Regions from separate parts of the Zea mays genome. Here region 1 is linked to region 2. A link is a contact called in public Hi-C data. All regions are on one chromosome and are shown on one strand. Each heading gives the region's core, a stretch centred on a gene start, on an enhancer-like site or on the middle of the called end of the contact. The rest is flanking DNA. Distances are from core to core; before and after follow the strand shown. Region 1 holds the start of LOC100275589. Region 2 holds the start of LOC100282305.

Region 1 (2,882 bases), core at 352-2,851, 140 kb before region 2:
CCGTTGCGGAACTCCACCCACGCCCTGTTCTCGTAGAAGCAGGCGCCCTTCCACTCGGCGACCGGGTAGGCGTCGTCGGACCCCGGCGCGCGCGCGGCCCCGACGAAAGCCGGGAGCAGGTCGGCGGGGCCCCGCAGCGCGAGGCGGCGGAGCAGCGGCTGCGCCACGGGCCAGGGCAGGAGCGGGAGGAGGTCGCCCGGGAGGACCGGGGCGCGGAGGAGGAGCGTCTCCAGAAGGACGCGCCGCCGGGCGGCGGAGAGGAGGAGGAGGAGGATGAGGACCAGCAGAGTAGGAAGAGCTAGGAGCTTGAGCTTGGGCGCCGTCATGACGGCGGCGGTTAGGATTAGGCTTACTTCAGGCACTTGCGCTCCCCCCCTAATCTCGGGGGAGCGGTGAGGAGCTCGCGGGCGAAGATAGGGGGATATGGAAATCCGAATTGGCCAGATCCGAGATCAAACGGAAATTCGCGTGTTCTCCAAGGTTGTTTCAGTTATTTTTTTGTGCTGCTAAACATATTTCTAATCCTGCGAGAATTGACCAACCAACGCGAGGGTCGAGGGGCGATCAGTACAACACTACAGTCATGTTTGGTTCACTGCCTCAGTTGCCACACTTTGCCTACCTTTTTTGTCTAAAGTTAGTTATTAAATTCGAACGATTAAACTTAGATAAAGTGTGGCACATTTAGCCACAAACCAAACAGGCCTACAGCTTCACCAAGGTGTTGTTGCGGGTTGGAATTCTCATCCGCGTCGATAGTTATAGTTAAACCAACCAAAACTTGTCTTGCACAACCCCACGGATATTTGTGCATATGTCATGTGTGGCAGACACGCAAGGTGCAGAAACAGTTACGTCGCGGACGTGGGGCGTGTCGGTGTCACTGTCTCGAGTGTCTGTCTACCATGTCTGTAGAGCCAAGACCTCTCTCTCTCTGGATCCATCTTAATTTGTTCGGCAGCACAAGCACACCGTGTTACTGCAAAATTGTGCTCAGCTTCGGTCGGGGGAGGAGGCCCGTACCTTGATATGGAGTGTGCCGCCGCCGTACTTGGACCCGCTCTCGTTGTGGAACACCAGCCACGCCTCGTTCTCGTAGAAGCAGGCCCCCTTCCATCTCACCGTCCCCCCGCTGCCGGGCACCGAGCCCGACCCGCCGGCCGACGCGGCGCCGACGAACACCGGGAAGATGTCCGAGACGCCGCGGAGCGCCCGGAGCGCGGCCATGGCGACGCCCCGCGGCAGGAGGGGCAGCAGGTCCGCGGGGCTGAATGGGAGGACCGTGAGGGTACGGCCCCACGGCGCACCCACGCGCCCGAGGTATCCGTCGGCTTCCGATGAGCCCGTGGAGCAGAGCAGGAGCACGACGGCGAGCGAGGCTGCTGCTGCCGCCGCGAGCGGCAGTGCGGTGGTAACGAGCTGCTTGCTGCGGTTCGCCATGGCGGTCTACTGCTCTGGTCTACGGCCTATGGGGGACTGGTCGACTCGAGGATTTCTTATCGGGAGCTGGCCTGGGTTTTCCGCTCGGTTCCGTGTCAGACTGAGCAGCGAGGTGAATGGAGACACAGACACGGGCAGCGATGTCTGCTACGCAAATGTATTTGTTGCTTCTTCACCCAGTTGTTGAATTGTGTGGTTTTGAGCCCTCGAGGGCCCCCGGAGTCTCGAGAATTTAATGATTCTGTTACTGTGATTGGAGAGCTCTGAAGAAACATAAGTCTATACATGTACATGTGGGCCGGCCTGGCCCGGCACGGCACAGGCCCACAAAAGCACGGCCCACAAAGACACGGCCCACAAAAGCACATATCTAATTATGGGCCGTGCCGTGCCAGCACGTGTGCCCAGTCATCGGCCCACGGCACGGCCCACAATTAGTTATGTGTGCCAGGCCGGCCCAAATAGCCCAAAATATCTTAATGTGCCAGACCGGCCCATATACATACAATAGTAATATATCAACAAAAAATATAATATATATATATATATGACCAAAATAAAACTAAGATGTTTTGTGGATGCACATTATAAACCTTTGGTCATAAAGAAAAAAAAATATTACAAATAGCTCACAAATAATATTCAGTTCTATGTTTAGTGTTTAATTGAGTACTATACATCCATACAGAATACATATACAATGATCATCATCACTATTCACTATCCATATCTAGGTATTGGTTCTCGATGGCTTATTGAAGCTCTAGATTCTCCAAGTTATGCTAGTCATGTGGGCTTTGACGGACCTTAGTTAAATACTGAGTCTATATTTAGTGGGCCTCTGTGGGCCTTAGTTAAATGGGCCGTGCCAGGCCGGCCCGTGGGCTTGACTTGAGGCCCAGGCACGGCCCACAATGTGGGCCGTGCCGGCCCAGGCCCACAATTAGATTGGGCCGTGCCAGATATGGGCCGTGCCAGAAATTGTGTGCTTTGTGCCGGCCTATTAGGCACAGCACAAATGTACACCTATACATAAGTCGATGGATTGGGTGTTATGGTGAAATTTATCTGTTTAAATTCAACTGAGTTTATATATTAATATTTAGATCTTTAAATTTATCTAAGGCTAACTTAGGTTTTACATCTACCTACCGCTTGCGAAAATACCAACCACCAAAAAATCATTTAGGAGTAGTTTGGAAACCTTATTTTTCAAGAATTTTCGTTTTTTTCAAAGGAAAATGGACTAAATTCCCTTGGAAAAATGAAAACCTCTTGGGAAAATGAGGTTCTCAAACTAGCCCTTATGAAATAATCATTTTTTGGATGCGTGTATCTTAAGACGACTAAGATACGACCACCGACGTTAATCGATTTTTTTACTCTATTAAACCCATCCTTGCAAAGGTCACTAAAATAGTAATTATCGTGGTTTTGGAGGT
Region 2 (2,700 bases), core at 63-2,562:
ACTTGGCGCCGCACCCACCTCGTGATTTGGAGAGGCGGCACGTAGAAGGCGCCGCAGCACCAGGACCAGAGCCCCTCGTCCCTCTTGTCCTCCTTTTCGGCTCTCTCTCCCTCTCTCTCTCATCCCGTCGTTTTCTACGCCTGCTACCCGAATCAATTCTTTTTTTTTTCCCGCAGCAGGTGTGTGAGCAGCGGCGCGGCATCACGCGATCCACGGCCCACCGGCGCGTGCCGGTTCCCTGTCGGATGGGTGTGCGTGGCTGTACCGCCTGTCGGTCTAGGGCGGCCAGGCGGCCAGCGGCTCTAAAAATAAAAGGAGGGCCTGCCGTGCCGCCTGCGGCTGGTGGGCGGCTCGCCTCGGTGGGTGCCCCCCACCCTCCGGGCCTAGCGATCCAAGCAACACGCCCACGTCCGAGGACCAGCTGATGCCGACATTTTGGTGGTGGGTGCCCGCCCGCCCGCGGCGCGGTCCTTTCTGCGCCGCGCGCTGATCCTGATCTCGCCGTTAGCGCGCGACTCGGCTCATGTGATTTTGATCTGCCGCGCGCGACTCGCCTGTCCAGTTATGGCCTGACTTCGCCTCCCTCTGCTCGTCTTCGTCGTTTCCCTCCTCCTGGATTGGATGACCATGGCCAGACCTCACGAGACGAGACGAGACAAGATCGAGGCTGGGCTTGCCGCACCGGGTGGAGCTCATCCGTCACATTGGGATTGCCGCATCGGGAGGTTCTTGCTCAAGTCGTCTGAGAAATCCAGTGTCGACAAAAAGTCAAAAACTAACCCATGATAGAGAGTAGTAGATGATCAGGCCCTGACATTACCGTTTGGAGAACAAGAACCGGGTAAATTTAGCATCAGATCTGTCGGGCCTCAAGTCCCAATTTATATAGTACAATTGATTTTTCAGAAGTTGTATGTTGTATAACAGTGGCATGGTGGATATTTTCGTACAGCTTCATGAGAATATATAGAAACAGTGTTTCTAAAAGTAGCCTCTAAGGAGCTTCATGAATTATATGAACTGGTCTCTAGTTTCGATTTTTCTAAAAAAGCTAGAGCTCGTGGAGTTGTATCTGTTTATGTAGAAAAAAGTTAGAATTGAGTTGAAATTTTTGAAGTTAAGCTATCTCAAACAGTATCTGAATAAGATGTATCTTTTGTTAGGTACAAACGGTAAGCTATATTAATTACAAAGTGAAGTTTAAAATACTTGATAAAATATAAGATAGGAGGAGGCGGGTGAATAGAGCTATTGTCCTTTTTTAGCCCACTCGTCTGCCTATAAATGCTGCCCAATCCCCCTTGCCTTATCCTAGACGCCACACACACACACACATCGCTTCTCCACACGACCTCGCTGAACCGGAAGACCCGCGCACACACGCCACTTGTGCACCATGGCGCCCCGGGTGGCGGACAAGTCGCCATTGCCGCTGGCCACCGGCCTGAAGCTTGGCGTTGGCGGAGGAGTCGGAGGCATGGGCTTGGGTCCACACTACCGAGGCGTGAGGAAGCGGCCGTGGGGACGCTACGCCGCGGAGATCCGCGACCCAGCCAAGAAGAGTCGCGTGTGGCTGGGCACGTACGACACGGCCGAGGAGGCCGCCAAGGCCTACGACGTCGCCGCCCGCGAGTTCCGTGGCGCCAAGGCCAAGACTAACTTCCCGTTCCCCCTCGCCGTCGCCGTCGCCGGCGGTGCTGGTAGCCCCAGCAGCGACAGCACCACCTTGGAATCGAGCTGTGGCGGCAGCGGGTGTGGCGTCGAAGCGCCTGTGCAGGCGGCCATGCCGCTGACCCCGGCCCTCGACCTCGATCTCTTCCACCGGGCGGCCGCCGTCAGCGCGGTCACCACCGGCGGCATGCCCTTTCCGTTCAAGGCCTTCCCCGTCGTGCGCCCGACCCCACATCAGTACTTCCTCTACAACCAGGCCGCGGCGGCCGCGGCAGCCGGGTACAGGATGTTCAAGGTCGCCTCAGCTCCAGTCACCGTAGCCGCCGTCGCGCAGAGCGACTCCGACTCCTCGTCTGTGGTTGATCGCACCTGTTCGCCTCCCGCGGTGACGGCAAAGAAGGAGGTCAGCTTCGAACTGGATCTGAACTGGCCGCCGCCGGCAGAGAACTAGTCGCACCGGAGTTTTCAGCTGACGACTTTGCAGTTTCCTTTTTCCCTTTTGGCCTTCATCAGGAATTGTAGTGTAGCTCTGGGTGTTTGGTCTTTTTTTTTTCTTGCATGTAGAGTGTAGACTATGATATGGTGGAGCCTTGTACATAGTACTGTAGTGTTTTTTTTTTCCGCCGAGACGGAGTAGATCTGTTCGTGTGTCTGGACAGATCAAACCGGCGTTGATATGGGCTTTAAACCATGGAGCATGTTGATTAATTTCTATGTATACTGAGGATATGATTGTTGACGAAAAAAAAACGATCCAAAGAAATGTCTCCGGTGAAGCTTCAGACGTTTCCTGTCGATCTTCCATTGAAGACTATTTTGTTGCCGTCACGGTGACACGACAAGTTTACTTCTGGTTTGGTCAGGGACGCGTCTCATTCTGCATGGCCGTTGTTTCCTCCTTGACGAGGCTGATTTGGAGCCAAACGACGTGCTCATCAGCTGACAAGTTTACTTCTGATTTGAAGCAGAACTGCAGAGGAAGGAGCCACTTGTTTGCGCTGCTGCTTTCCACGCTACGCCATATAACGA

Evidence for each region. A called contact is a pair of places that touch in the nucleus more often than the background predicts.
Region 1: a Hi-C map of leaf shows a contact between it and region 2, with 4 times the contacts expected there. The contact joins the promoter of LOC100275589 here to the promoter of LOC100282305 in region 2.

What each region holds. Positions count from the first base shown.
Region 1 is chr8:178,288,167-178,291,048 of Zm-B73-REFERENCE-NAM-5.0, reverse strand. LOC100275589 reads right to left here and starts at 1,601. Exons shown (of 7, transcript NM_001149639.3): 1 at 1,024-1,601. The coding sequence starts at 1,440.
Region 2 is chr8:178,147,388-178,150,087 of Zm-B73-REFERENCE-NAM-5.0, reverse strand. It overlaps LOC100282305, which reads left to right and starts at 1,312. Exons shown (of 1, transcript NM_001155217.2): 1 at 1,312-2,379. The coding sequence starts at 1,397. The coding sequence ends at 2,122.